7 separate regions of the Mus musculus genome follow, and regions 2, 3, 4, 5, 6 and 7 are each linked to region 1. A link is a contact called in public promoter capture Hi-C data. All regions are on one chromosome and are shown on one strand. The core of a region is the stretch at or near the end of the contact, and the rest is flanking DNA. Distances in the headings are between cores, read along the strand shown.

Region 1 (4,040 bases), core at 648-3,147:
CTGTCTTCAAACACACCAGAAAAGGGATCAGATCCCATTACAGATGGTTGTGAGCCACCATGTGGCTTGGATTTGAACTCAGGACCTCTGGAAGAGCAGTCAGTGCTCTTAACCACTGAGCAACCTCTCCAGCGCCCCCCCCCCTTTGTGAGTTAAAACAATTCAAAGCACTTCAATCCCTGTATATTCTTATATTAAAAAACCTGAAAGGTGTGTAAAAATGGAATAAACCATTGTTGAGCACCAAGATGACTAGAGAAGAGATGGAGACCATTCTTAAGATACAACAAATAAGCACAGTTTGGTTGTAAAAAGGTGTTTTTAAAAGAACATACCTTCTTTTTTAATTTTGTCATTCATGTTGTTGATATAAATCGTGTGATTTGGTCTGATATCCATGTTTGGGTAGAACCCTTCCAATAGCCTAAAAGAAATAATAAATAATCAGTTATTAGCAAAGAGGGTTAAATCACGCAGGTGTACAGCATGACACAACTCTTAATCACCCCGCCCTACCTCCCACAGCCATCTCTTTTAGTCAAATGGAAAACAGCTCTCAAGATCAAACCTTGGAAGGACAATACCAAGGTTCTACAAATTGGTAGAATCTGTCAATACATAGGCAGATTTAAAAACATATTATTCAAGGTTATATACTTCTTTTATCCCCACTTAAATGATACTGTCCTTTCATCTACATAATGACATAACTTTCGAAAGTATATTTATTAATTCTTTGAGAATGTCATGTGTTTTGATCATATTCACCAGAAAATGGTTTTTCAGTAAAATGATTTGAACATTTTGTGAAAGATCAGTAAACACGCACCTAGTTTTAAAAAGTCATTGTAATAGAACAATACAAATTAAGACAGTTCATAGATGCACTCATGAATGTATTGATTTAAACGATTAGTGTGTGTGTGTGTGTTTGTTTACCTGTGCCATCGTGTATGTTGAGGTCAGAGAACGACCTCTCAGGGGCTTTCACTTCTGTCTCTTTCCCACTATGTGAGTCTCAAGAGTGGTCAAGGTTGACAGTTCAGAGCTCAGATTCTTGTATCAATAAGATACGGATTTAAGTTCTGTTTACGATTTTACAACCTACTTCGATGGGGGGCAAGTTCCTTAATGTCTCAAGTCCCCAGCTACAAATTATGGCTACTAACAGCACCTATAAAATGGAGCCTATAAAATTATGAGACAGATATGTATCAGTCTGCACCAGTTAGCATCTACAGTTACTATTTATTATCGATAGCTATCACTCGTTAAAGGACACAAGTGTCTTAACGTCACACAACAAGCTGCTCTGAACAACTTATAGGAAGGGCCTGTACTATGTAGGCAACGGATAATAGGTAACGTTTCTCACAGGCTTGCCTCTCTACATGGGAACCTGGAGAAGGGCTGGGACTCAAGAGAGGGACAAGAGCACAGGCTCTGGCATTAGCTCCTTTGGGCTGAAATAGTGCAAGGGCACCAGAAACCCAAAGGCTGCCGGGGAGAAGAGGCCGAGAGTGCACAGTGAACTGCACACCCTGCTCCTCCAAGCAAGTCACGGGCCATTCTCTCCCCCTGGGCTAATTCCTATGTGTCCGCTTGAGCCTCTTTACACACCGGCCAATCCACCCAACACCAGGGTCCTCTGACATTAAAAACCCAACCATCCTGCAGAGAACAGGCTGTGACGCCGGGCCTCATTCCGCCAGCCCTGGGGTCGCCGTCCCTTCCTCCTATACGTCCGCGGACCGAGGACCACGCAACCGACGACACCTTCGCCCTCGCCGGCTCAGTTACCGCGGACGGGGCGGATCCCGCCAAACCCTGAGACCAGCCACAGCGAAAAAGAACCCGAGAGACTCACCTGAAGCCGGCGCGGTCCGCTTGAAACTAATACCGGAAGAGCTTCCCCGCGCCGGAAGAGGGCGGCCAAACTCCTCAATCGAACTCAGAGAAGTCGAAGAGTCGAGCACCGATTCAATCGAGCCCTCCTCGCCCCGGCCGGCCAAGGCGGAATCTTTCTGCGCACGCGCATTCCTGTGGGCTAGGAAGTTTGTGGAAAGGGGGAGAACTGGAAGGGATCAAATTAGGACCCGGGGGCCAAGCTGTGGAGGCAGAGGAGGGAAGGGTAGGGGGTCGTTTCCCTTACTGCGACTTTGAAGCTTCCCAACTATAGGATGTGATACAATTTTACAGGAGCCTGTCTCCAGCCACAAGTTAGTCAAGCCTTTCTATGGGTCCTGGTCAACTTGACTTAACACCATTGTCAATCTCTAGTTGTCAATCTCCAGGAGTCTGAAAGAACACACCAGCCAGCACTCTATAGATTACGTCTTAGATGCAGCCCAGTCTTCGACCCCTGAACAAAGAGAATTTTAGTCGTTGATGGTACTCTCACCAGGCTTCAGGAGCGAGCAAACTAAAGAGCCTAAACTCACTTAGACACAGTTAACTCCCGCCCACTCCCCCACCCTCTCCTTTCCTCACAAAATGCTTGGATTTTTCTAGGCTAAAAATTGGGGTAAGGACCAAATTGGTTGATTTTACCAGCCTGAGGTTTCTAATTTTTGAAAGTCACATGAAGTTGCAGGATGGAAATAGTGTTTTGAGAGTAGTAATTTTATATGCTTTTTTCACTGAAGTGATTAGGAGAATGGCTTATACTCGATAAATATGATTCAGACGATTGAATGAAGTTCCGTGAAAATTAGGTCATAATAAAACAAGTGTGATATCCAGTGAAAATCCTGTAAATGTAGGAAATAATGTTAAACAACCACAGAAAAAGTGTTCTTTAATTACATAGATATGGAAACCAGTTTGGCTTTTATAAAAACAATATCGAGTATGTTCTTAGCAAAAGGGCATCAAGTAAATACGAAACACTTTCTAAGCAACAGAAGGTCTGAGCAGTTGATTAACTGTGCTTGGTGGTAATGAGAGCATTGGAATAAGCTATAACCTGCCTGTGTTATATACATTCATCTGGCCGAGAGAGAGTTCGTAGCTATTTTCAAAAAGCAAATTGATAAACATGCAAGGACACTCCACTTGGGAAAAAAATAAAGAGATTTAAAGAAATGCCATACCTATTCTATCAAAGCTTGAGTCTCAGCTACTATACCTTTTGCACAGCAAAGAAGAAATTGTCCGATGACAACTCAGTGTCAGTGGCTTCTATGCTCTTTTCCAGGTTCACTTATAAAGAATGAACACATTTTTATATCCATGAGTAATCCCTGCAAGCTTTTTTTTTTTCTTCTTGTCTGTATAGTCCTGGCTGTCCTGGAACTCACTTTGTAGACCAGGCTGGCCTCGAACTCAGAAATCCACCTGCCTCTGCCTCCCAAATGCTGGGATTAAAGACATGTACCACCACCACACCCGGCTCTCCCACTGCAAGCTTTCTTGAATGGGTCTTCATCGGTTTCTTGAATGACTGGGAAACTAAGACTTGAAATAGGATTTGGTAAGGAATGAAGGGGAAGAGGCTTTCCAGGTTGTTGCAGGATATTTGATCACACCGTGAACCCGGGGATTGTGTTGTTTATTGAGAGAAGCTATTTCTGCTTTGGTGTGACTCGGTTTTAGCACACACCTTTAATATCTCTGGCTGGAATACAGACTTGCCCTGAGTACACACCTTTAATCCCAAACAGTGAAGGTAATGTTAGTTGGTAGAAGGAGTCACCCGTTTGAAAATGGTGTGATGTCTGATTGAGTGGCAGACAAAGTTATGAATCAGGAGAAGATTTGACAGAATAGGATGTGGCCAACTTTCATAAGAGAGGAAAGAGAAGCTATTTAAGAGGGCAGTGCAGAAAGAGGGAGAGAGAGAGAGAGGGAGAGAGAGAGAGAGAGAGAGAGAGAGAGAGAGAGAGAGAGAGAGAGAGAGAGAGAAGAAGAAGGAGGAGGAGGAGGAGGAGGAGGAGGAGGAGGAGGAGGAGGAGGAGGAGGAGGAGGAGGAAGAGGCAGAAGAGGAGAAAGAGGAGAAAGAGGAGGAAGAGTCAGTTTTACCAGGAGAGATTTAAGAGACT
Region 2 (4,040 bases), core at 1,151-3,650, 3.0 Mb after region 1:
TCATTTTACAAATGTGGAAATTAAATAGTAGGAAGATAAAGCAAATCGTTCAATGTTTTAGTTAAGTGGTAGAACACAGATATATAAACACTGATTCTTCTGTTTCTAGAATCCTTGCTGTTAACTTCTACTTTATGGCTACCATTCACTAACTAAACCATTAAGAATTTTTTTTTTTTTTTTTTCCTTCTGGGCTGGAGTGATGGCTCAGCAATTAAGAGCACTGACTGCTCTTCCAGAGGTCCTGAGTTCAATTCCCAGCAACCACTTGGTGGCTCACAACCATCTGTAATGGGATCTGATGCCCTCTTCTAGTATGTCTGAAGACAGCAACAGTGTATTCATATACATTAAATGAAAAAAAATCTGGCCGGGCGTGGTGGCGCATGCCTTTAATCCCAGCACTTGGGAGGCAGAGGCAGGCGGATTTCTTAGTTCGAGGCCAGCCTGGTCTGCAGAGTGAGTTCCAGGACAGCCAGGGCTACACAGAGAAACCCTGTCTCGAAAAACAAAAACAAAACAAAAAACAAAATCTGAAAAAAAGTTCTAAAGAATTTTTTTCCTTACTGTTCTCTACATTCCCTTTCAAATCTTATGTGCTGCTTACACAGATAAATTTCATAACTGTCTCTTAATTTTTACCCATAAAAGAAAATTATTAAGAAGATATCTTAAACAATATAAGAATTATTAATTATGTGTTTGGGATTACCAGCAGATGAATTTTTTTTTCAATTCACATATTTTAATCTAGGGATGACAGGATAAAAATCACTAAACTCCTCATCCTCAAACTGCCTTCTTGCACTTCGTTCTTGATCATCTAAAAGCCCCGTTATTGGTTGCTCTCCTCTTCTGGGGCGTCGGGCTTATCACCCTTCCTGCTCCACCGCTAAGATTAAACCAAGAAATTCCACAATCCAGTAATGCTTTAGGTGCGTTACATTTACCCAAAGGGCTTGTTAAAAGACCAGCCTTTAGGGAGGCAGAGAGATAAGCGGATATGAGTTTGAGGCCAGCCTGGTCTACAAAGTGAGTTCCAGGACCACTAGGGCTATACAGAGAAACACTGTCTCGGAAAAAACAAAACAAAACAAAACAACAAACATTCATTTAGGTGGATTCTAAGAATTTGCATTTTTAAGTAAGAGTTTAGGTAATTCTAAACTGCTGGTCTGAGACCTCACATAGGATACATGTGAAAATACATGCTGAAACATCTCATCTAAAAATCCAAAACCTCAGCTGCTCCCACACTGTGCACAAAACTATTTAAAAATGCGTTACAAAATTACCTTTAGTCTCTGTGTATAAGGTCTGCATGAAATACAGCTGAGTATTTTTGCAACTGGAGTCTCATCCACTGCTTTGGTTTGGGACCAGGGACAAGGGACTGAGGCGCATATTTTACATACCAAAGCACACCTGAACTTCAGTTTCACTCAGCATCCCTCAGTCCCTTCTTGGCGAACCCTGCCCCAACCCTGAACTTTCCAGTCCAGCGGCCGAGCTGCCCTTCCCCCAGAGGCTCTTCCCTCTATAATCAAGATATTTTGGTCTCCCTTGTTTTCCTTCTCTTCTCTCACCTCCAATGCTCCCCTGGCCTCAATCCTTGGGGCCAGTGAACTCCCCTGAAAGCAACTTCCCAATATTCTGCCTTTAATATAATCTTAATTGGTTTGAATTGGCTCATTTCACCGTTGGAGAAATAACCTATCACCCAGGACGTTTTATTATGTATAAGCAAGTATTTCAAAATTTGAAGAAAAGAAAATTCCCAAATACTTCTCAAGTATCTCAGACGACTGATACCTAACCTGCAGTGTTCTATTCCTTCTAATCTCTGCTCCCCACAAACAGGCTGTCAAACCATTCTTGATACTAGTTACAAGGATTGCTACTGGCTCTTGGTCTTTGATCTTGGACAGTTAAAGACTAACTACCTTTTCTGACTCCCACTTAAACAAAACCTAGGTTGAATCCTGCTTTTCCATAGGGGTCAAGGCTACATGGATGAGGGAAGGGTTCTTCTGCAACGCCCTCATCAATGATGGCTACTATTTTCATAACGTGCAACCCGCTCGTCAGTCAACTTCGTGGGTAACAGGTAGACACATCCTCAAAGCTAATTACCGAGCACAATGAAAGCAAGGTGGGCAACGGCGATTGTATAGCTATGACAACAAACAAACCCCCAATAGGCCAATAAATACATATTTTAAAAAACCCTCAGATATCAGAAGCCAGAAATAACCGCGGAGTGTCTCAGCTCAAACGCTTAAAGAGAGAGACGCTATAGCCTAGGCGATTAGGACTCAGGCTCGCGGGGCGTCTGCTTCCGGCCACGTGTGCACGTCGACCAATGGAAAGGCTTTACGCCACTCCCGCTTCCTCACCCTGGCAACGGGCGAACGACTACTTCCTGTGTGTGAGTGCTCTGCGCTGACGCGGGTGAGTGTCCCTCGTTCTGACGCTGTCCGCGTCGCCGCTGCCTAGCCTCGGTCTCCGTATGGTCCGGCAGGCCCGCGTGGCGTCCTCACGCCACCGCTCGGGACGGCTCTCACGGCGCCACCTGTCCGGCCCGGCGCAGGGCCCCACGGATTCCCCGGCCCGGAGTTGTGGTCACGCGTGGGGGCCGCCAGTTCCCTTGGCTGCGGAGTTCTCGGAGCTCTTCGCGCGCTGTGCAGTCCCAGGCTACAGGGAACTCACGTGTCCCAGGTCCACAGCGGGCCCGGGATGTGTCACAGACAGATGTCGCGGTGGGGTCAGAGCTTCCCTGAGTCTGTTAGAGCCCGGGTTAGCGTCCCGAGGGACATGTAGCATCCAGTCAGTGTAGAGGTGGCTAGGACTGAGTCAGTGAAGATGCTGGAGAGGCGGGCGAGTAGCTGTAAACTGGAGGTGTTTTGAAGTAGAAGGCATAGGGATTCCTCCGAGTTCAACTTAATTATACCGAGGAGAGGAAGGGAAGGTTTATTGGGGGCCATTGAACCAAGACCTTTCTTTGAATAACAAGCTAAGGGAGTTTATCTTACGCACTCAGGCGTTTGGTTATTAGAAGCAGTGGCCGTGGTTATTAGAAAATGCTTGGGAATTGCAGAACAAGAGATTAACATAGTTGCCGCCACTAAGGATTTTGTGCTTTATAATTTCTTAGGTGTTGTAGATGTCACCGACAAGTGTATGTGTATAATATGGTTAAAACTAGAAATTGCAGTTTTGTATATGTTGCATTCATTGCACGGATAGATTGGTTTTGCCTTTTTTTGGGGGAGGGGAGAGGGTTATTTTAGTTTATGTGTGTGACTGCTTGCATCATAATGTCTGCACCGCGAGCATGGGCATATCCGTGCAGGCCAGTAGAGGGCATCTGGGGGAATCAAGGATGGATGTAAGCCAGCGAGTGGTGCTAGGAACTTACTCAGGTCCGCTAGAAGCAAGTGCTCTTTATTGCCGAGCTGTCTTTCCAACCCTGGTTATTTTATTTTTTTTCTTATTGAGGTGTAATCAACACAGTACCAAAATCCTCTTAAATTGTAAGCTTCTCTCTCCCCCTCTCTCATTTTAAGGATTCAAAAGTTGTATGTATGTCGTTGCTGTCTAGTTCCAGACCAATTTTTATCACCTTCCCCAGATATCTTGTGCCCAGTACAGTTACTTACCCTTCTCCAGTTTCCCCCAACTTCTGATCCATGGTTTAGTATGTATCTTTCTGTTTTGTACGGTTTAAGTAAATAGAAGTATGTAACAGGTGTCCTTTTGTGTCTAGCTTCTTTCAGTGAGCATAATGTTTTCAAGATTTGTCCATAGCTATGTAATAATGCCTCATTCCTTTGTGTTTATGTTACCCCCCCCCCCATTGATTCTGGGGATGGACCCGCACACATGCTGGGTGAGCATCCTACCACTGATGGATGTACCTCCCCCGTTCCTTTTTATGGATATGCAGTTGGATTGTTTGGTCCTTCGGGTTATTTTGGAATAATTCTGTACACATCATATTTGTAACTTTTTGTGTGGATATTTGATTTTAGTTTTATATT
Region 3 (4,040 bases), core at 438-2,937, 2.9 Mb after region 1:
ATACTTAAGAACCTAAGAAAGGTGGGCTGTCCAAGCCTAGTTCAAGGTATAGCTTAGGAGTTAGAGCAAGTTGTCTGTTTTGGGAAAAAGACAGAGAGACAGACTGGGAGAGGGGAGCATGGGAGAAAGGAGCAGGGAGAAGGAGAGACTGCATCTCACTGAAATAGCATCTCCTACCTGGCTATGTCATAAACACGGTCTGCAATCCGACTTCCAACCTGGAAAATTTCAAGAGTCAATGGGTTAAATACACCAAGCAGGCTTAACAGAAAAGTAACTTTTTTTCCTAAGATTCAACATATGTTTCAAAACAGAAGTGTTTCCTTCTATCCCATTTGCTATTGTCCCACAGCAACTTCCTTTACAAATACTTTATTTTTTTATTATGGAAATAATAAAATACCCTGAAAACAAACGGAAGCAAATTACTTTAGAAGCAAATTTAATGAAATCAAAATTAACGATCTCCTTGGTGTGGCAGTTTATGTCTATAGTCCTTCGATTCAGGAGTAAGCAGGATTACCACAAGTCTGAGGCCAGTCTGGAATACACGGTGACTATGAGTTCCAAACCAGGATATATTAAAAAGACCCTTGTCTCGGAAACTCAAACCCAACATCAACATCGGGAGGCTGAGGCAGGTGGATTTCTATGAATTCGAGGTCAGGCTGGTATATATTACATAATAAATTAAGACAGCCAATGCTTGCAAATTAGTAAACACCAAGTCTGGAAAAGTATAGACGACCATCTCCTAAACACAACATAAAAGAAATCGTATGGTAAGTACCACCCTTCCCCGGACTGGCGTCATCCGGGATGCAGTCAACTATCCACACCTTGTACTCAGTCTCTTACAAGCTTTTCTTGAACAGAATGGAAGGACTTATTGAAGGCCTCTACACGTCCTTTTGGCCTTAGGAGTTTTGCACTTTTCCTTTTCCTAGGAGACTCGTCCCATCTCTCATCTCGGCTCAACTAATCTCTCACTTTTCGCCATAACAGCCATTCTTGACCACCGCAGTCACCAATACCGCTATCTCACTTTTTCTTCACCTTCCTTTTGCTGCAATTACATTCCCTGTCTATGTGTCTCCTACTCACTCCTAAATGATCTTGCTTTTCCCTGGAACTCAAGCAGTGTTTGCAAAGCGAATGAATGATTGCCCCGCATGCTATCGGAGCCTCTCGTGCTTCCCGGAAAATCAGAAAGGCTCTAGAGAGTGAAGCTTCTCAAGGTCACACAGTCGGGTGGGTGGGTCCGCCCTACCCGGCTCCACGCCTCCCTCCGTCGCAGCCCCACAGTCTCACCTCCTCCTTCAGGTAGTCAAATTTCATGGGGTCGGGCTGCCGGGCGGCCCAATTCTTCTGCTTCCTCTTCAATTCCCTGTCGAAGATGTTTAGGGCTCTGGGCGAGGTGCTGCCCGAAGGAGGGACACCAGAAGCGACCTCCCTGCGACTGCCGCTCGATGCAGAGACCGCTGGCCGGCCAAGCAGTGGGCAGAGGCGCAAAAGAACGACCTTTCGCAGCATCTTCAGCCCGGGCGCCACAGCAGGGCATGGTTTCTATTAGGCGCATGCGCCAACGGGACTACGACTAGCGCAGTTCCAAGGCGGAAGGTTGAAGTAGTTTGGCCCAGCTCGCGTGCCGTTAAGACGGAGCGTCTCGCGGAGGATTGTGGGAGTGCGCTCCATGTGAACTCAGACTGGGATCTGAGAAGAGTGGTGGGAAACTGTGCGGTCGCCCGTCGGGCTCTCCTTGGGATTTGTGAGTAGCCCCTATAGTCCGGTCCCTTTCTGGCCTCATTGTTCTCTTCAGAGCTGCTTCTCGAGAGAGACAGAGAACGCAGCCGAGTAACTTGCCCCGAAAGTTTGTGAGGTGGGAAGATGGTTCGGGACGAGCTGACCTGGAGCTCCCAGGCCAGAGGGTGGGTGGACTTGAGGGAGACCGGGAAGCGTTTCAAGTGCTGTCCAGTTGCTTTCGCTCCTCTGAACATCCCATGTTCGCCGTGGGCTTCCATTTCCAACATTCACACGCACTGCAGTTGGTTGAGGTGGTAGCTGTGTCGTACAGCTGTTCCAGGTGTTGTAGTATCTCTCTCTCTCTCTCTCTCTCTATTAGAATGTAAAGGGTTCTGAAGTAAAGCAACACTGTAATTCCAGTATTGAGGCCGAGAGACAGAAGTGATTGCAGTTCAAGGCTAGGCTAGCCTGTTGTGATGGCGTACAGTCTGTCGCAGGAGTGAGGGGCGTAAATACTGTCTTGTTTGGTCAGTCAGCTTTTATTCATACAGAAACTTCTGACTTTTTTGCAAAGTTGAAATCTGGAGAAATCCAACCACCAGGGACGCTTTACAAAGGAACATTAGGCATACAAACTTCTGTGAGCGTTTTTGTGTGTTTATAGCCTATCTAGGCCTTAGTCACTTTGAGAATAAAATGTTATAAAAAAGCGACATTTGGGACTGGATAGATTGCTCAGTGGTTAAGTGCACTGGCTGCTGGTCTTCAGTGGACCTAGGTTAAATTTCCAGCATCCACTTGATGGCTGACTATTGTCCAGTCAGTAAAACCAGTTCCAGGGGCTCAGAAGACCTCTTCAGGCGTCCATGGGCAGGAGGCACAGAAGTGATATGCAGACACACATGAATACTTAACACCCATACACATGGAAAAATTTATTAAGAAGAACGTGACAATTGTTAACTGTAGTTTGAGACTAATTTGGGTCTTGATAGAAACTAGGATTTATAGAAATAACACTAAGGTAAATCTGATTTGATTTTTTTTTAAATGCCCCTCATTAGTTAAGAGACAGCTTTGTAAAACCAAAAGCTTATGCAATTATGAAGTAAACATTAACAAAGAGAATGAAACAAGACTATGAAAACCCAATTAGACCAGCTGAGATTTCAGAATCTTTTGTTTTTGTCTTCCTGTGTCTGTTGCATCTGTAGATGATTACATCAGCCCACATACCCATGCACGTGTGTGCTCATATGTTTGGAAGGGTGCTTGTATATGGAGCCAGAGGTGATGGCTAGTGTCTTCCTCAATTGCTCTCCACTTTTTTTTTTTTTTTTAAGCAGAACCTCTCATTGGAACCTGAAGCTCCTCAAGTAAGCTAAGTTGGATGATTAGGGAGTGAGTCCTCTTGTCTCTGGGATTACAGGCATTCAGGGTTTGTTTGTTTGTTTGTTTGTTTGTTTTATGTGTGTGTGTTCTGGAGTATCAAATCCATGTTGTATTTGTATTACAAGCGCTTCGCTGATTCAGCCTTCTCCCCAGCATCTGTCTTTGGTTTCTTGAAACAATCTCACTAGGTAACCCAGACTGACCACCAATTCCCTATGAAACTATCTAAGATCTGGCCTCATAATAAGCATGATTCTGCCTTCAGAATCTTGGTTTTACGTGTGTGGCTCTATGCACCAAGAATAATCTTTTAATTGATGGCAAGTACAAGCTAGAACTATAAAAATTCTGAGGGCAGTCAGCTACTAAACATTGCCCTCCTCAAAACCCTAGGTTTATAAAACCTTGGTTTACAAGTTTATTTCAAGTGATCTGTAAGGGAAGGATTATATTTTGCTATGCCTTTATTTTTTATGTTTGACCCAGAATAGTTTGGGTAGGTGAAATTAAATTTAAGTTGTCTTAATGTTGTGTATTTAGAGAGAGAGTGAGAATGAGAATGCATACATACACAATGAACAAATGTGGTTTTAAAAAATATTTTAATTATTAACCATTCATCATTGTAATATTTATCTATTTATTTATTTTTAGTATTTGGTTTCTCTGGATATTTCTTCATTAAGACTTTAAAAATGTCATCCAAACAAGAAATAATGGATGACCAGCGGTTCAGGCGGGTTTCAAAGGATCCCAGATTTTGGGAAATGCCAGAAAAGGAACGAAAAGTCAAAATTGACAAGAGGTTTCGAGCCATGTTCCATGATAAAAAGTTTAAATTGAACTATGCTGTTGATAAAAGAGGTCGTCCTATCAGTCACAGCACTACAGAAGACTTGAAGCGC
Region 4 (4,040 bases), core at 1,054-3,553, 2.9 Mb before region 1:
CTTATCTTAGCAGCTATTGGCCTGTCGGGTGGTTTCACTTTAGGAGCACAGCAAAAGTAATTTCAGTGTATTTAATGTTTGGGAAACGAGATGATTTTGAATATTTGGATGACATGGTTTAGAGCTGTGGCAAATGCTTTGATTTTGGCTATACTCATTTGTAGTTTGGAAAAATTGCAAAAGAAAGTTTAGAGAGAGTAGGAGTGATATCATGGCATACTTATTTTTTTCCCCAAATACTAGGAGTTGGGCAAGTATGGAAATTCCTTAAAACAATTATCTATTGCCAGATGTGGTGGTACCAGCCTTTAATCCCGGTACTTGGGAGGCAAAAAGCTGGTAGATCTCTGGGAGTTCCAGGCCAGCCAGGGCTACACAGTAAGACCTTGTACCAGAAAACAAACAACACCAAAACAAACAAACAAACAAACAAACAAACAAATCATCGTCATCACCACCTGTAACAAAAAACTCATAAGGATTTAATTAAGTCACTAATAAATGACGAGCGTAAATGCACGTTACTAAATGAGAGACAGTAATCTGAAGAGGTATATGACTCCAACCATCTACAAAGAACTACAGAGACATTAAAAAAAAATAGATCAATCGATCCCTGCTACCTCAGTCCAGTGTCCGCACTCTCTCAGCCCCCAAGGCTCTCACTATCAGAGAGGAGGCAGTGTGTGCGCTCAAGAGGCAGTGGACGACTACAGAAAACATCTGGACACAGCAGCGCAGCACAAAACCTGTGCAAACTCAAGCCAGACCAAATCCCCTTATGGAGAGATGGGCACACAATACCACACCTGGCAGTGGAGAAATTGGTCATTTTTTAGCTGCTGGAAAGCATGAGTTTTCTCTAAGAGTATAACATTCTGGTAAGTTGACCAAGCTCCAGTAGACCACATATCCAAGAATATCTGGGCAATACGAATTAGTCTTCAAAGGTTAAAAAACAAAAAGACACACAGTTGGGTGAATAGGGAGTGGGGTAGATCTGGGGAAAGCTGGAGGAATGGCTATGATTAAGACGCAAAACTTTCAAAGAAGGAATTAAAAAACAAACAAACAAAATGCTTGATAAAAAGGAGTATTGATGGACAAAGGCTCGAGGGGGAGGATGAACAGGAGGTACCCTGAGGATGTTGACAGTTCCAGGCCAGCCTGGTCTACAGAGTGAGTTCCCGGACAACCAGGGAATCAGGACTACACCGAGAAACCCTGTCTCCAAAACAAAACAAAAAATCTTGCCGTTGTCCTAAATCTCAAGACTGTTACAAAAGTAAACTCTAACAGTTTCTTGTAACTGACACGGGGTGGGGATGGATCGTAGAAAGTCCTTTGAGGGTGGGGAAAGAGTAGGAAAAGCTCACCTTCCCAATTTTGCTGTCAATTCCAAAATTTTTATTTTAAAAAATTATCTTAACTATATGCTAAATCACTGTTTTTAATGTACTTCAGATATTATACGTACTAACATCTAGCGAGTATTTTACAGAGACAGATTTTTTTCTTTAATCTTAAGGAAATAGATACTTTTATCCTTTTATAGCTAAGGATATTAAGGATAAGAGAATTGAGATAATACAAATTTACATGCCGGGCGTGGTGGCGCACGCCTTTAATCCCAGCACTTGGGAGGCAGAGGCAGGCGGATTTCTGAGTTCGAGGCCAGCCTGGTCTACAGAGTGAGTTCCAGGACAGCCAGGGCTATACAGAGAAACCCTGTCTCGGAAAATAAAAAAAAAAAAAAAAAAAAAAAAATTTACAGACTAAAAATTTGATCAGTTTCTGTAGGTGCTTTGCTACTGACTAATTTCCACCTTTCTCTAACATCTTGTTTCAAAAATACCTCTTCTGATTTTTTTTTTAAAAAAATCCACATTTCAAGATTATTAACTTGGTCCAATCGCGGGGAAGCCTAAGGCGAGGGGGCGGGAACTCGAAAGACTACAAATCCCAGAATGCACCGCTGCCCAGGCTGCTTGCAGGGTTTCCTCGGTGCTTTTCCCTTCTCCCCGGAGTTTCTACACCTGAAATGGATTTCTACGCCCCTCAAAGGTGCCACGGCCTACAGCTGCACGCATCCCGGAGATAGACCTGGATGAGCCCTCGCCGCCAGAGCCCTATATCCCTGCGGCGCAGCCCGCCCTACCCACCTCACCCGCAGCTCCAGCAAGCCGCAAGTCTCCACAGAGGACGCGCACACAGTTGCTAAGGAAACGACGCGGCGTTTCCCCTGACTGGTGAGGCGGTCAAAGGTCGTCTTCGCAAGTTCCGGTTCCGGTTCCGGTATCTAGTTTGTTGTGGCTGACTCTGTTGTGCCGGCCGGTTCGAAGTGCTTTTCTCAAGTCCGGTTGTCGGCCAGGATCGCTCGAGTTCCACGGCTGCAGTCATGGCAGCCTCCACGGCGGCCGGGAAACAGCGCATTCCTAAAGTGGCCAAGGTAGGCGACCGGGAGGAGCCCCCGAACAGCATCTGCGGTGTCGGGCACCAGAGATTCGAGACAGCGATCTCTGTGCCGCGGTCCAAGAAGACAGGTGGTCGGTGAGGTGGCGCAGGGTCTTGTCACTCCGAGCTCGTCTCGCGTCTGCCCAGCCTTCCTTCCAGGGTTGCAAAGCATCGGTTCGGTTCGGTAAACTGTTTGCTTTGCTAGTCTCTGGGGATCCCCTACTTTTACTCCGGGCAAGAGTGCTCCACTAAAACTGGAGAGAGAGCGAAATGGCAACCCAGATAGATGTATCCAAGTAGTGTAGATATGCCATGGGCAAGAGCCAGAAGGGTGCCTGTAAACTTGAGGGTAAACTTTGTGAAGGAAGTTAACACTTAGGCTGCATCAAAGTTAGGCAGTGAAGAGAATGGCAGAGGATAGGCTCTGGGCAATGGCATAAAATTTAGGTTAGATAGTAAATTGTTATATTTCCAACTGTGGTTGATACTTCATCAATACTTAATAAGTGTCAAATCTTGCACTTAGCCATCACATACAGTCATTCTCTGGAAGTCTGATTTGGCCATTTTGTCTTGAGACAAGTTCTTATTTCCACATGTAATTATTGTAAAAGTCTGATGTGGTAGCTTCCCCCCTACCCCCGCTCCCAAACCCCTATCCTGAGTCATAAAAGCCAGGGAATGCATGCTGACTAAGTTTTTGACAGCTTGACACAAGATAAAGTTATCTAGGAGGAGGCATCTGGACTAAGAAAATTCGTCCCTAAGCTTGCTTGCTGGCAAGTGTGTGAGGCATTTTCTTGATTACCAATTGATGTGGACGCCCCCCCCCCCCCCGCCTACTTGGGCAGTGCCACACCTGGGCAGGGGCTCTGGTGTAGTCTGTGAGAGCAGACTGAGCACAGCTGGTATGCCTCCAGCTTCCTGCCGTGTCTTCCATTCATGAAGACTGTGGTCCAGTTGTGTAAGCCAATCAGTCAGCTCTTTCCTCTGCAGGTTGCTTTTGTTGGTGATGTTCGATCACAGCAGTAAAAAGGCCAATTAGAACTTAGGGTCCATCTGCACTTGAACACATTTGACTTTTAAGCTCCTGTGTTGGAACTATAGCTTCAGGTGCTCTAAAAGCTTACAGGCTAATGATGGAGACTTAGTAAAAACAAGTTTCAGTTGGCCTAAAATGTCATGGAAAACCAGCTTGTCCACTAGAAGGATTAAAATATGTAGAGGAGTTCTCTAAGCAGGTTATAAAGAGGAAGGAGTGTGATTTTTTTTTCCCCCTGCCCCTCATGGAGAATTGAAGATGTTATTCAAAGATGGCATCTTGGGCACATTCTTAGGAGGGCTTTTTCTTTCGAGACAGGGTTTCTCTGTGTAGCCCTGGCTGTCCTGGAACTCACTCTGTAGACCAGCCTGGCCTTGAACTCAGAAATCCACCTGGTTCTGCCTCCCAAGTGCTGGGATTAAAGGTGTGTGCCACCACCCTGCCATTCTTAGGAAGTTTATGTCCTGGAAAATATACAAGGGTTTTAAAATCTCGTGTGGAGAGCACTACCCAAAATAGGAATGTCTCTTTGTCTTAAAAGGTG
Region 5 (4,040 bases), core at 476-2,975, 2.8 Mb before region 1:
TCCCTAATACAACCGTATTGGAAGCACTTATAAAATATGTACGTTGTACTATATAAGTATTCTATTGATTTACAGTACATGGAAGTGCTTGGGCTATTTGCATACCACTCCATTGCAATAAGGGGGTTGCACATCACTGAATCTTGGTGTATCATAGAATCAATCTCCTGTGGATACCAAAGGATCTCAGACTTGTGATCCTCCAACCTCAGCCTGAGTGCCAGGATCAACCTTTTTCATTTATTGAATGGGTATGGGTTTTATATGTCTGTGTGTTACATGCATACCTGGTGCTTACTCAAGCCAGGAAAGGCCAGCAGCTTCTTGGAACTAGTATTACAATCAAGTGTGAGCCTCCATGTGGAGTGAACCCCTGTCCTCTGGAAGAGCACCCAGTACTTTTAACAACTGAACCATCTCCAGCTCCATGGGACCAATTTTTTAACAACCACCAGGGCCAGTCTCCACCTACTCCACGTCAGGGTTCTGTGTGTGCAATCCCTTCCCTCACCCAGAAACTGAGGACATCAGCACATGACAGAATTTGTGAAGATTTAAGGGCCTATTATTACATGAGCGCCTGCCACAAGTACTAAAATGCACAGAGGATTCAACACAAGCGGGACCTAACCGAAATCTCACAAGATCGGATCTGAACCAATTAAACACGATAATTAAACCTGGCTTCACCTGAAGCAAAGGCCTACCCTGCTTCACACTCCATTTTCCTGCAGCCTTCTCCAGAGTTTCCTCCTTGCCAAATTTCCTTCATCAAGGTTCATCCCCTCTTTGAAATGTCCATCATCCCAGAGTTTCTTCCCTTCTGTTACCTAAACCTTCCGGTCCATACTTCTTACTACGTTATATCAAGCAAATAACCGAGGTCATGTGTCTACAGGAGTTCGCGGTGAAATGCTGAGCTTTTTAAATGGTCATAATTTGGATTCCAAACTAAATTTTTTTTTCTTTTTAAAAAGCGAGAAGGGGAGAACGGCAAATCACGGGTTTTTAAATTTTGGACTGAAAAGAAACCACACAGCACCGGGGAGTCTTCAGTACATTGGATCCCCAACCAAAAAAAAAAAAATGTAGTCTAGCTGGGTGTGGTGGGGCATGCCTTTAATCCCAGCACTAGTAAGACAGGAAGACATATCTGTGAGGTTTAGGCCAGCCTCGTCTACAGAGAGTTCCTGGAGCCCAGGGATACGAAATGAACCCTGTCTTTTTTTTTTTTTTTTTTTTTTTTTTAAGAGAAAAAGAAAAAAACCCAAGGCAGTCTACTTTGGGCGCTCCGCTACTGTAACTACCAAGCACAAACCACAACTTGCTGAGAGGGCCCGGAGCATCGCAAGGTTACTTCACTGGGATACAATTTAACCAGGACCGCGCTCCTTCCCCGCCCTCCCTCCGCAGTGAGGCCGCCTCAGGGAGCGGGCGCGGGGTGTCCAGCCCGGCTCCGCATCATCCCGGGCGCACCGGGAGCGCCGCGCCTCGGCCAAGGTCACCGGTCAGCGCGCCCGCGCAGCGTCCACCCGGCCCACGGCCCCGCGAGGCTGACCCCGTCCCGCGCCGCGAAGACAGAGGCCGGCCGTGCCTCACTCACATGTTGTTGAAGCGGAACAGGTCGTCGCAGGTGAAGGCCCGGAGCGTGGTCATTGCGCCGCCGCCAGCCTCCAACCCGCTCGGCGCGACCCCGCGCCCGCACTACCGGAAGTACTCGCGCCCGCGGCCGCCATGGGGTGGGACAAAGAACTACTTCCGGACCAGAGGTTGCTGGGCAACAAGAGTAGCGTCGTAGCTCTCTCTGGCGGCTGAAATCAGCAATTGCCTTAATGATCCGCGCCCCGCAGACCCTTTCCAAAAAGTAGGCAGAGTAGTAACAAGGAGAAAGAAGCTGGAGTCAGAGAGCCAAATCGTAAAAGCAAGCTTCAAAACTACAAAGATGCTTCACAGGGTGAGTTAGGAAGTGATCCCTAAAAGGATGGCTCAGGGCCTCTTCTCTCAACCACTGTCATGAACCAGGGATGTGACCTTAAATTTTCTAGCACATTAAAATTATTTAGAAGAAAGGAAGGAAAGAAGGAAGGAAAGGAGGGAGAGAGGGAGGGAGAGAAAGAGAGAGAGAGGAAGAAAAAGAAAGGAAGGAAGGAAGAACAGAAAGAAAGAAAGAAAGAAAGAAAGAGAGAGAGAGAGAGAGAGAGAGAAAGAGAAAGAAAGAAAGAAAGAAAGAAAGAAAGAAAGAAAGAAAGATTATCTGTATAAAAAATGTGAATATCTTATCTTATTTTGGCAATAAGACTTTGAAATCTGGTCCATATATTTGCAGTTTATTTTAATCCGAGAGAAAAATGATCAGAACTATTTGTTTTCGATGCTGATTTTAATAAATGTGTGATTAAAGAGCAGATCAAGCCAGGAATAGTGCCTTACACCTGTAATCCCAGTAGTAAGGAGACAGAGACAAGAGGCTGTTAGTGAGCCTCGAAAACCCTGGTCTATATAGTGAGTTCCAGGCCAGTCAAGGACACATAGTGTGACCGTCTCAAATACATGCATACAAGATGATAGAGCTATCAAAGTAATCCAAACATGTTTCCAAATAACCAAATGAAACATTATCTCATGTCTAAGTTGAAAGTTAACCATTAGGAATTACATTCTTTCATCTGGCCTGCTACATTTTAAGCACCAGCCCAGCGTCTCCACGGCATAGACCCAGTGACTGAGGAGACTATGTACTGTCGGGCTGTGAAGCTGCCTTCCCCTCTTCTCCTTACCAGCAGTTGGGGTGGTCCTGGAGAACATGCTGCTGAGCTCAAACCAATCCAACTCAGCGAGATGCCTACATTACAGCAGACTCACATCCCCAACTCCTTTGGGACTCAGTTGCTCCGCAGGTGTCTTGGGAATTCCTTGGCCAAACCTGAGGGCCAGGTGTGGTGGAGAAGAAAGCAAATGGTTGAAAGAGCAGGTAGTCCCAGTGGCTCCTCGCCAAGCTTTGTCTCTAAGCCTGATGAAGTAAATTATACAATGAATAATTGTAAACATGGGTATGACAGGCCCGAAAGTATATATATAACTGCTACTATGGTAGAAAGGTGGAGTTTGACACCATGAGTTCAGCTTCTACCCTCTATTCACTTACTTTGGCAAAATATGCCATGAAATGAACAGTAAAATATATTTTTGAGGGAAGTTGAGGTTATGATGCTTATACAAATGGAAAAAATGGACAAAGTCAGAAAGAGTCTGAACTAACCAGTAAGAGAGATATGGTAGTCTACTCAAGGAAAATTTTAAATGCATGTGGTTAAAACAAAGACAAAATTGAGAGGGGGGGACATGTGGGGGAATATGAATTTGATGGGTGTATATATGCTCATATTTCATTGTATGTGTGTATGAAATTCTCAAGAATAAAAATGTTTTAAGCCAGTGAATGTAAGTAAATTTGCTTTTTTTCATGAATAAGTGTATCATTATACAAAGAAAACTATAAGTAAAATACACACAGCATATTCAAACATGATCCCAGGACTTAGAAAGATGAAGGAGAATCTTGTCTTCCAGACCAGCCTGTGCTACATAGCAAGACCCTGTGTCAAACATCAATAAAAAACAGAGTAAATAAATGGCCAAGGTGCTCAGGACCGCTGGTCAGCATCCACAGGGCAGTGTCCTCTTACTTCTCCACTGGACAGCACATGGGACACTCGTATTCTTATGGGTCAAGAATCTTTCATCAATATCCATTTTCTGCATCTCACAGATTTGTACAAAGAAGTGGAAGATAATAAAAATGAAACTCAGAAGAGTTTACTACTTGGGGTATCCAGTATTGCTTTTTGTTTTAATTGGCCATGTCAAAATATTTTGCAACTTTTTTTTTTCTGACATGATCCAGTGTTGATTTGAACTAGCTGGTTGTGAAGTTTGGATGATATTCATAATTTTCTTCTGATTCTGGTTTATAACCATAAGGTTTCTAAGTATTTTAAATATAATAAAATTTTAGTTTAGTTTAGTTTAGTTTTTTCAAA
Region 6 (4,040 bases), core at 1,111-3,610, 2.7 Mb after region 1:
CTCCCCTTTTCTGAAAAGTAGGAGTCATGAGTGGAAAGAAAGGGGAAAAGGACTGTGGGGAGAGAATGTAGGAGAAACTTTGGTTAGTACCTTAATTAATTAATTAATTGAAAAGACTTGGTTATATTTTTCCTATAAAAGAAACAAAAGGCAAAAACAGTAAGATACTGAAAATTCTTAAATGTCTGCTTATCACAATCTATGTGTATAGATGTTACTTTAGGAGCAGTTTGTCTAATATAGTAAAAACAGTTCTTAGGTAGTCACTATAATTTCAATGGTTCATGTTACCAAGTACAATGTAAATTGATTTTACACTATATTTTACTACCATCAATGATGCAAAGCTGGAGAGATGGCTCAGCAGTTACAAACACTAGCTTAACTAGTTAAGAACACTTCCAGAGGTCCTGAGTTCAATTCCCAGCAACCACATGGAAGCCCATCTATAATGGGATCTGATGCCCTCTTCTAGCAAACAGGTGTGCATGCAGATAGAACACGGATTAAATAAACAAATAAATAAATAAATAACTTTTCCGATGCTCACATTAGTGTGTTCAATTTAAATTGCTACTACAAAAGCTAAGCACTAATAAAACGTCTCACTAGTTCACGTACCTGGCTCTTTCCTGATCTGTTTGCTTGTTTAGTTTTCCCCAGCACCAGGTGTAGGGGCTCACTGAGGTCAGCATGTGCTCTACCTGTGAGCTATGTCCCAGCCCTGCAGTCAAGCTCTCAAGCTAAAGAGTATTTGTTCTGTGACACTTTGACTTTTAGTTCTCTCAGCACTCACACTCATTGAAACAATGACACTAAAGCGAATCTTTCAATATTTAAAGGATACTTTAACTGCGCTACTCGACCATATTCATACTTCCCTGCAGTTGATTTGAATACTCCCTCCTCGATACTTTTTTTTCATAAAGCAGGCACTACTTAGAGAATTGTTTCTAATTCTCACTTTTAAGTCCATTGTTTGGTCAAAAGGTTCACAAAGGACAGAGACTTGCAACAAAAATGTTTAACAAGCTATCAGCAAGAAAATCAACTTTCAACTGAGTTACCCCCTTTAGCCCCGTTCCGTAAGAAGACAGTCCTGAGGAAATGGTACACCCTTGCTCCATCTTTTATATGCAAATTTGGTGCAAGTTGGTAGTAGCAATGCAAATAGTTTTTCTGAAATTGGGGTCGGAGGTTGAGGTAAGAAAACAGGTTAAAAGAGAAGAAAGAAAAAGATGAAGAAAAATATGCCAGAGAATCAAGCATTACATCACAATATGACCTATGAAACTGAGATGAGACAGACAGGAGGAGAAAAAGAACTTATCGCACAGTTCTATTTCTTAAAGGAATCCGTGCCGCTGTCAATCTAACGGATTTGGATAAGCCTCGATGTGCACAAAACTCAGGGATGGAAGGGTTCATTCACAGAGTGCTCGCTGTCTTACTCCGTGCGACTTCACACTATGAATGAGGATGCAACAGAGAACCACATTGCCGAGGAAAGCCCATTCAGACTTCTCCGAGGGCACTTATTCTCTCCGACAAGATGCTCCTTTTGGGTTCCAAATTTCAAAAGTCACACTGCAGCTGAGCATAGCGGGGACCCCAGCCACTTTGGGATGTCAGGAGGACAGAGGCTGGGACCGGAGGAAGGCAGGTGCGGGTGCAGATGCTCCCCAGGCTCAGCAACTGCAGCCAGAGCGACACCGGCCGGCCGGCACCGGTCCGCGGGACACCCGGCGGGAGGTACAAAGTGCCAGCTGGGGTCCTGACCAACTTGTACCCTAGCCCGGGGGCGCGCGCCTGCCGGGAGGCGAGCACGCGGGGTAGGAGGTGACCCGGCGCCCGGAGGGGTGTGCGCCCACAAGTGCGCGAGCCGCAGGTGCCCGGGCGGCGCGTGGCCGGTGGCGTGCGCGCGCGTGGACGCGGCCGCGGGCAGGAGCGGCACCGGCCGAGAGAGAGAGGGCGCGAGGAGGCTGCGGGCGGAGGGCGTCGCGCCGCCCCGCCGGGCCCCCGCCCCCACCCACCCGCCGCCCGTCCCCGGGGTCGCGGGGCCGGTTACCTTTCTCCTCTCTCCACACCTTTTTCTTCTTGTTGCTGGGGTACATGCTGCCGTGGGGGTGGCTGGCTTTAAGCTGCAAGTTCCCCAGGCTCACGGGCAAACAGGGTGTGTGGAGTGTGGGGGGTGGATGGAGGGGACACTCGGGAGGGAAAAGTGCAAAGGCTCTGCGTCCCGCGCCGCTAGCCGCTGGCCCGTCGCCGCCCTCCTCCCTCGACCCGCCCGCTCTGCCAGGCGGCCGCCGCCACAGCAGCACCTCAGAGCCTGTCAACTAGGTCACGCCTCGCGCTAACCTAACACCCGCGCAGGCCCCGCCTCCCGGCAGCCAGGCAGCGCCGCCGCCCATTGGCTGCTCCGCCCGCCGCTCTCCCGGCTCTAGCCAAGGCGCGCCCCTACTTCAGCCTCAGGGCGCAGGCGCAGGCGCAGGCTTGGGCTCGACGCCGAGGACGTTGGGGAGCTGGAAGGGGCGGGGCCAGAGCTCGAGGAGCGGGGAGGCTGCTTCACGACGGAGGCGGGGCGTGCAGCCACCGCCTGCGGGGAGCGGGAGGAGCAGGGCCTGAGGGCGTGGCCTGCCAGCAGGTGTGCCTGATGACCCAGACCCCGCTGACAATGATGAGAGTCTAGGGGACTGTAGAATGAAGAAGAGGTCACCCGTCCTAGAAGTTGTAACCGCCTCGTCTGAACAGGTTTTACCTGACGCTTTCCTCTCGGTGGACAAATAGAACCAAAAGAAAAGATCCAGACCGTGTGCAACCCGCTGCTCAATCGTGGGTTAGAGATTTAGTTAGAATTCTGTGAAGTTTCAAAAGCTTCACAGTACACAGGGCCAACTCGAGAGTTTTAAGATCTGGTGACCAAAATGTATGAGAACCAAGTCCCACATCAAAGTAAATCCAACTAGTGCCTGGTTGTCTTTTATTCCTGATTGACTTCAAAACAACTTCTCATCCAAAGATCTAGCTCCATCCTAGGTAGTTCTCTCATGATTCAGGAAATCCAATTGCCAGAGAATCTACCTCAAGAGCAGTGACCTAGAACATAGAACTTTTGCACCCTCTTCTTTGCACCCCAAACTTATCTCTCCACGAAGCTGGCTTAGTGGATTTGGGAAACTCACATCTATTCATCAATTTAGGATCAATATAGTTATATGCATTGGCAAATAACTTTAGGGAACACGGTTTGTTCGTTTGTTTGTTTTTTAGAGTGGGTCTTTTGTAGCTCAGGCTTGCCACAATTTAGGGATTCTCGTGCCTCAACCTTAAACTGCCTTCCACCAAAGAGAAGTAAAACGCATTAAAATAATAATAATAATAATAATAATAATGACAATGACAATGACAAAGAAAAGGGAAAAGAGAGACCAAGCTGAGAATTGTAAAGAATGGAAGAATGTTTGAGTAATGAGACTTAAAAATGAATTCACAACATCATAAAACAGTAATATTTATTTTGACATTTTTCTTTGGGATTTTTCTTTAAATGCTATCAAATACATAAAACATTATTTTTGTTGGGAGAAAAAAGCTTCAAGAAGGAAGCCTTTGAAATCACACTGATAATGAAATAAGAAGGGCTTTGACTCATGTAGAATCCAGATAAAATGGCAATGGGGTAGACTTTGGGAGGAAAGATGACGAAGTTCTCATGGATGGTCAAGGCAGTGTTAACATTAACCAAGAGGTGTGGTTTGACACATGGAGGATGTCCCTCAAAGGACCAAGCATCCAAAGCTTTCTTCCTGAATGTGCCACAATTCCAAGGTGGTGAGACCTTTAAGAAGTAGGTCCTAGGGATGTCACTGAGGCCTGTTTCCAAAGAGAATTATGAGAGTCTTGTTTGTGCTTCTCTGCTTTCTAGCTTGACATGTAACATTCCATCCATGATGTGGCACCATCACCAGAGACTCATACTAATGGGGCCACCTAGTCTTGGACTTGAGCCTCCAGGACCATATGGCAAAATGGGGGTACCT
Region 7 (4,040 bases), core at 699-3,198, 2.2 Mb after region 1:
AATGCTGTCTCCTGGACAGGACATAACTATTGTACTCATGAACTCAAGTAGCTGTGGCTACCTGCAGAAGACCTGCACAAAATGGGGCCTGTCAATATTCCGCCATAGTTGCGGGTAATTTTGAGGCCTACTTGTCCCTGAGAAACTATTGACCGCTAATGGTTACTGGGAGAGGGTGACTGTACACTGATGTACTCACTGTTAAAGTGCCCTGTTCTAGGAAATAACACTCAACCTACACTTATGTCAACAACCCTAAGTAAACTCAGAGTATTTCTAAAACAACAAGATAAATGAAAGACGTGAAAACAGAAGGGGGTTGGGGGGAAGGAAGGAAGGAAGGTTTCTTTTGAATGAGGAGTAAAAAGGGTAATGGAGGCAAAAGGACAAAAGTACACTCTACAAATGTGTGGAACAGTCAGAGAAGACTTGGGAAATGGTAAGGCAGAGGCTAAGTGGGTAAATGTACCAGAATGCGTTCCTGAGCTTAGACCTCCATACGCCCAGGCACAGAGACCTGTGTCCAGCACAGACAGCCAGGTCCATGGAGCTCATTAGCCAGCTGGTCATAGAGAATCAGTGAAAACCAATGAAAAACCATGTCCAAATAAATAAATAAAGGTTGAAAGCAATGGAGGAAAGACACACAAAGCTAGTCTCTGGCTCCCACGCACGCATGTACATGCACACACACCCATATGAACTAATAATTCCACCACATGTAATATAGACACACACCCTAACAATTCAAAATTTGGAAAAACAAAAGGGGGGAAGAGAAGAAATTTCAAAGCAACTTGCATGGGGAGTAGAACATATATACTGATCATAAAGGAACATTAAAGGAGAGAGATAACTTAAGCTCCACAATATATAAACATTCCATTATGATGCTTTATTTTAATAATACTTACAGAGAAACAATTTAGGTATTACTGAATCCAAAAAAATAAAAAAACTCTAGTCTTTGATGTGTTTTTAAAGTAGTCTCGCCTTTTTTATTTTGGCAACAATGATTTATCTATAATTTTACTCTTCCTGGGAATTTCATGTTGAAGGAGGTATGTGGAGGCTGGGCACATGTCAGTAAAATACTTTCTGAGAACAAAGTGAGGCTCACCAGCACTCACATAAAAGCCTGCCTGCAATCTAAGCTCTAGAGGCAGGCAGACAGAGAGATGCCACAAGCCAGTTGGCTAGCAAGACTAGCCAAATTGAGCAACATTTTCAGCAAGGGACCTTATACAACAGAAATGCACATATCACAGACAAGGAAGACATCAAACTTTTACTGTTCACATACATGTGTACACACATGTATGTGAACCTGCACACATGCATGCACAACCAAAGGTGCATGCATACCCCACACACATGCAAACATACACATCAGTAAACTTTCACATGTGCACTATACATGCAAAAGAAAAGCGGCTCCCTGCTAAAACAAGCCCCACCTCCAATTAAGACATCAACTTAATTCTTTTTTTCAACAGAGTATCAGAGTATCAAGTATTTGGACAAGTTAGCAATTATATTTCCTTCACTTCATTCATGAATTTAAGGTTAAGGAAATTTTGAGAGAGATTAAAGATGAAAAATATAAGAGTGCTGTAGGGTTTTTTATTATTAATGTAACTGTTTAATTACTATATACAGTGTTTAAACTCCACCAATTAGGACCTGTTTAAACTTTTGCCATGTGTCTTTAAGGTTCGCTGTCAAAACAGGCATTTGCTGAGAGAACTCCCAGCTTCATATGTAACTGGAAATTCTCTAAGAGAGCTTAAAATGAACAGAGAAGGGGGAATACCCTCGCAAAGGAGTGAGGCTTCTCATTCATGCCCAGTGATGAAAAGCTCGCAGTCAACAAATAGGAGACCTCACAAGGACTCCACACAGCCTTCATCACAGCCTCACTCACCAGCCTCAGACCCACTTCAAAACCTTCAACTAAAAGAAATCCAGTGTGGGAAGTCTGCCAACCCTCTCTCTTGCCAAGTTGGCAAAGCCCTGAAGGCTTGAATGGGCTTCTCGATGTATAAGATAAAAGCAGGCATTTGAAGCCAGTGAAGGCTTCCTGGGCACATTCAGACCTTAGGTGAAATTCCATCATCTGCTTTCATTTGTGTGTGATGTTATGTATGCAGATGGCACAACTTAGGCCTCCAGTTGCAGGCATAGTTTTGCTAGGAAACCAGAATAGAAAAAAAAAAAAAAAATGAATCTTAAACACGAATTAGGAAAGGCGTTTCCCCTTCAAAGTTGCCCTTTTCCAGCTTTGATCTTTGCCTCTAACAACTATATAAACTAAGACAGGAGAGGACAAACTTGATTTCAGACAAGATTTTTCTCTGGAGTAGAATGTGGATGTGCTTGTAAAAAGGTAAGGAGCAGACCTCAGTGACAGCAAGAAACATGGATTCTGAGCTGAGCTGAGCTGCGTTCTTGCTTCTAAGCAGCAAAGCCTAATCCATACATCTCCGTTTCCAAATGAGCAATTCAGAGTTTTCTTTAATGACTTTACCCCTCCCCCACCCTCTGCACTTTCTTCCCTAACCAGGATTTCTTTCACTGTGCAGTGTAATGTGGTCCCATGCTTCCTACATAGATGCTCAGATTCTTCTCATCTCCCACTTTTATGTCCCCAATAACACCCCCACATGAGTCTTCTCATTCCCTGATGGTGGGAACTCCCCTACTCTTGGAAACTCAAGCTCTCTCCCTTCAGATGGCAGTCATGTAAACTGAAGAGCAAAAAACTACTTACTTGCTAGAAATTTCTTAAAATTACTCTCAAAGATCTCATTACATGTAATTTTTCTATACATATATTCTATTTATGAAAAAGAAAAATATTTCCTGTTCAGTCTAGCTAATGGTATAGAAGATGGGCCTTCACAGATATGCTTGCACTGTGTGTTCTTGAGTCTAATGATGAATTTATATACTGAACCAGAGAAATATTTCAGATTATCTATGATGAAAGCCACATTTAGAGTACAAAAATTTTAAAGACCATAAATATTTTTTTCAGACAATGGGTAGTCATTTTCTAAAAAGAATATGCATACTCATTTTATCAAATTTGTTTTGAACAGTCCTCTTCAGTCCTGTCAGTCCTCATCTCTGTCACCATCACAACACAATTCCTGGATAACCAAATGCCACCTGCTCAAAGAAAACCTAGTCCACTAATCATTAAACTCTGAAATTCTCCTGTTCTGCATCACCAAAATGATCCAAAGAATTTTTGAGCAACCATGTATGTAGCTTGAATTATCTTCATACAAATAAAAGACGGGTTCCTCACTCTGCATCTCTGGACTTCTCTGGACCTGGTCACACATAGCTGCTCACTGCCAGCCACGTGTTCGTCAACCTTTCCTGGCTTTCTCTTACTTATCTGGTATTTCTTGTCATATTTGGGTATCAGAAGCAAACTCTCCACCTTCAGGGTTTCTCCATAGAATTTATGGTTAGAAAAATACATAACCAGAAAACAGGTTTTTTTAGGTTCTATTTCAGGACTTTCAGGGGAACCTATGAGGTACTACAGTCACATAGATGTTCTTTGTTCCTTCTTGAAAACAAAAACCAGTGACGCAGACTGGGGAGTCAGAGGAGGGTGAAGGAGCTGTTCCATTTGATGTCTCTTCGTCATCATGTGCCTATCATAAACACACTCCAATTATAACTTCTCTCCAGACAGGACATGGCTTGTTCCAAATCACTACACCATTCCATCATCCCCATCATAATCTTGTAACATGTCCAAGTCATTCCCATTTGATGGCACTCAAGGATTCAGAGAGGAGAATTTAAAAACTGGCAACACTTCTATCTCAGATTCCTTAAGGGGGTGAGATAAAGACTCAAAATAAGTACGTATCCTTCTTAGTCATATGGCTCGTGAGGATAAGCACTTAAGTCTTCATGTTTCTTTATCAAAATCAAAAAGCATTTATATCTACATTTAGGAAAGAATTCCACAGAGTCCTGTAAATACTTCAATAGCCAAAAACATTTTTTTCCTTTTA

The links. Promoter capture Hi-C pulls out the DNA fragments that hold promoters and counts their contacts.
Region 2: a promoter capture Hi-C map of pre-B cells shows a contact between it and region 1, with 6 times the contacts expected there. The contact joins the promoter of Tasp1 here to the promoter of Snrpb2 in region 1. A contact is called at or near these places in 6 of 39 promoter capture datasets (the 3T3-L1 cell line, cranial neural crest, hippocampal neurons and 2 more) and 1 of 115 datasets of contacts at active chromatin or transcription factors (astrocytes).
Region 3: a promoter capture Hi-C map of liver shows a contact between it and region 1, with 7 times the contacts expected there. The contact joins the promoter of Esf1 here to the promoter of Snrpb2 in region 1. A contact is called at or near these places in 12 of 39 promoter capture datasets (the 3T3-L1 cell line, the C10 cell line, the HPC-7 cell line and 7 more), 2 of 484 Hi-C or Micro-C datasets (CD8 T cells and liver), 5 of 115 datasets of contacts at active chromatin or transcription factors (astrocytes, embryonic forebrain, embryonic stem cells and 2 more) and 3 of 9 other capture datasets (adipose tissue, embryonic stem cells and liver).
Region 4: a contact with region 1 is called in a promoter capture Hi-C map of pre-B cells, with 5 times the contacts expected there. The contact joins the promoter of Crnkl1 here to the promoter of Snrpb2 in region 1. A contact is called at or near these places in 3 of 39 promoter capture datasets (liver and pre-B cells), 2 of 484 Hi-C or Micro-C datasets (CD4 T cells and pre-B cells) and 1 of 9 other capture datasets (adipose tissue).
Region 5: a contact with region 1 is called in a promoter capture Hi-C map of pre-B cells, with 4 times the contacts expected there. The contact joins the promoter of Naa20 here to the promoter of Snrpb2 in region 1. A contact is called at or near these places in 1 of 39 promoter capture datasets (pre-B cells), 1 of 484 Hi-C or Micro-C datasets (B cells) and 1 of 9 other capture datasets (adipose tissue).
Region 6: a contact with region 1 is called in a promoter capture Hi-C map of hematopoietic stem and progenitor cells, with 5 times the contacts expected there. The contact joins the promoter of Macrod2 here to the promoter of Snrpb2 in region 1. A contact is called at or near these places in 11 of 39 promoter capture datasets (the 3T3-L1 cell line, 3T3-L1-derived adipocytes, cranial neural crest and 6 more) and 1 of 9 other capture datasets (liver).
Region 7: a promoter capture Hi-C map of hippocampal neurons shows a contact between it and region 1, with 5 times the contacts expected there. The contact joins the enhancer-like site here to the promoter of Snrpb2 in region 1. A contact is called at or near these places in 4 of 39 promoter capture datasets (the 3T3-L1 cell line, frontonasal cranial neural crest, hippocampal neurons and 1 more).

Annotation. Positions count from the first base shown.
Region 1 is chr2:143,060,926-143,064,965 of GRCm38.p6, reverse strand. Snrpb2 (U2 small nuclear ribonucleoprotein B) reads right to left here and starts at 1,897. Exons shown (of 7, transcript NM_021335.3): 1 at 1,868-1,897; 2 at 336-424. The coding sequence starts at 399.
Region 2 is chr2:140,065,165-140,069,204 of GRCm38.p6, reverse strand. It overlaps Tasp1 (taspase, threonine aspartase 1), which reads left to right and starts at 2,400. Exons shown (of 14, transcript NM_001159640.2): 1 at 2,400-2,451.
Region 3 is chr2:140,168,205-140,172,244 of GRCm38.p6, reverse strand. It overlaps Esf1 (ESF1 nucleolar pre-rRNA processing protein homolog), which reads left to right and starts at 1,687. Exons shown (of 14, transcript NM_001081090.1): 1 at 1,687-1,768; 2 at 3,790-4,040. The coding sequence starts at 3,831. It overlaps Ndufaf5 (NADH:ubiquinone oxidoreductase complex assembly factor 5), which reads right to left and starts at 1,599. Exons shown (of 11, transcript NM_027093.4): 1 at 1,312-1,599; 2 at 178-218. The coding sequence starts at 1,533.
Region 4 is chr2:145,932,963-145,937,002 of GRCm38.p6, reverse strand. Crnkl1 (crooked neck pre-mRNA splicing factor 1) reads left to right here and starts at 2,303. Exons shown (of 14, transcript NM_025820.3): 1 at 2,303-2,449; 2 at 4,038-4,040. The coding sequence starts at 2,399. It overlaps Cfap61 (cilia and flagella associated protein 61), which reads right to left and starts at 2,219. Exons shown (of 27, transcript NM_001369121.1): 1 at 2,163-2,219.
Region 5 is chr2:145,900,926-145,904,965 of GRCm38.p6, reverse strand. It overlaps Naa20 (N(alpha)-acetyltransferase 20, NatB catalytic subunit), which reads right to left and starts at 1,725. Exons shown (of 6, transcript NM_001141965.1): 1 at 1,604-1,725. The coding sequence starts at 1,656.
Region 6 is chr2:140,393,750-140,397,789 of GRCm38.p6, reverse strand. It overlaps Macrod2 (mono-ADP ribosylhydrolase 2), which reads right to left and starts at 2,360. Exons shown (of 19, transcript NM_001013802.3): 1 at 2,069-2,360. The coding sequence starts at 2,114.
Region 7 is chr2:140,838,024-140,842,063 of GRCm38.p6, reverse strand. All of the region lies in intron 4 of Macrod2 (mono-ADP ribosylhydrolase 2), which reads right to left. Among named protein-coding and RNA genes, the nearest start is that of Flrt3, 170 kb to the right of the region's middle. Within about 2 kb of position 1,948, at least 25 of the 459 cell types and tissues checked have an H3K27ac peak or open chromatin away from gene starts, as enhancers often do. A contact at or near this core is called in hippocampal neurons, where this site is marked.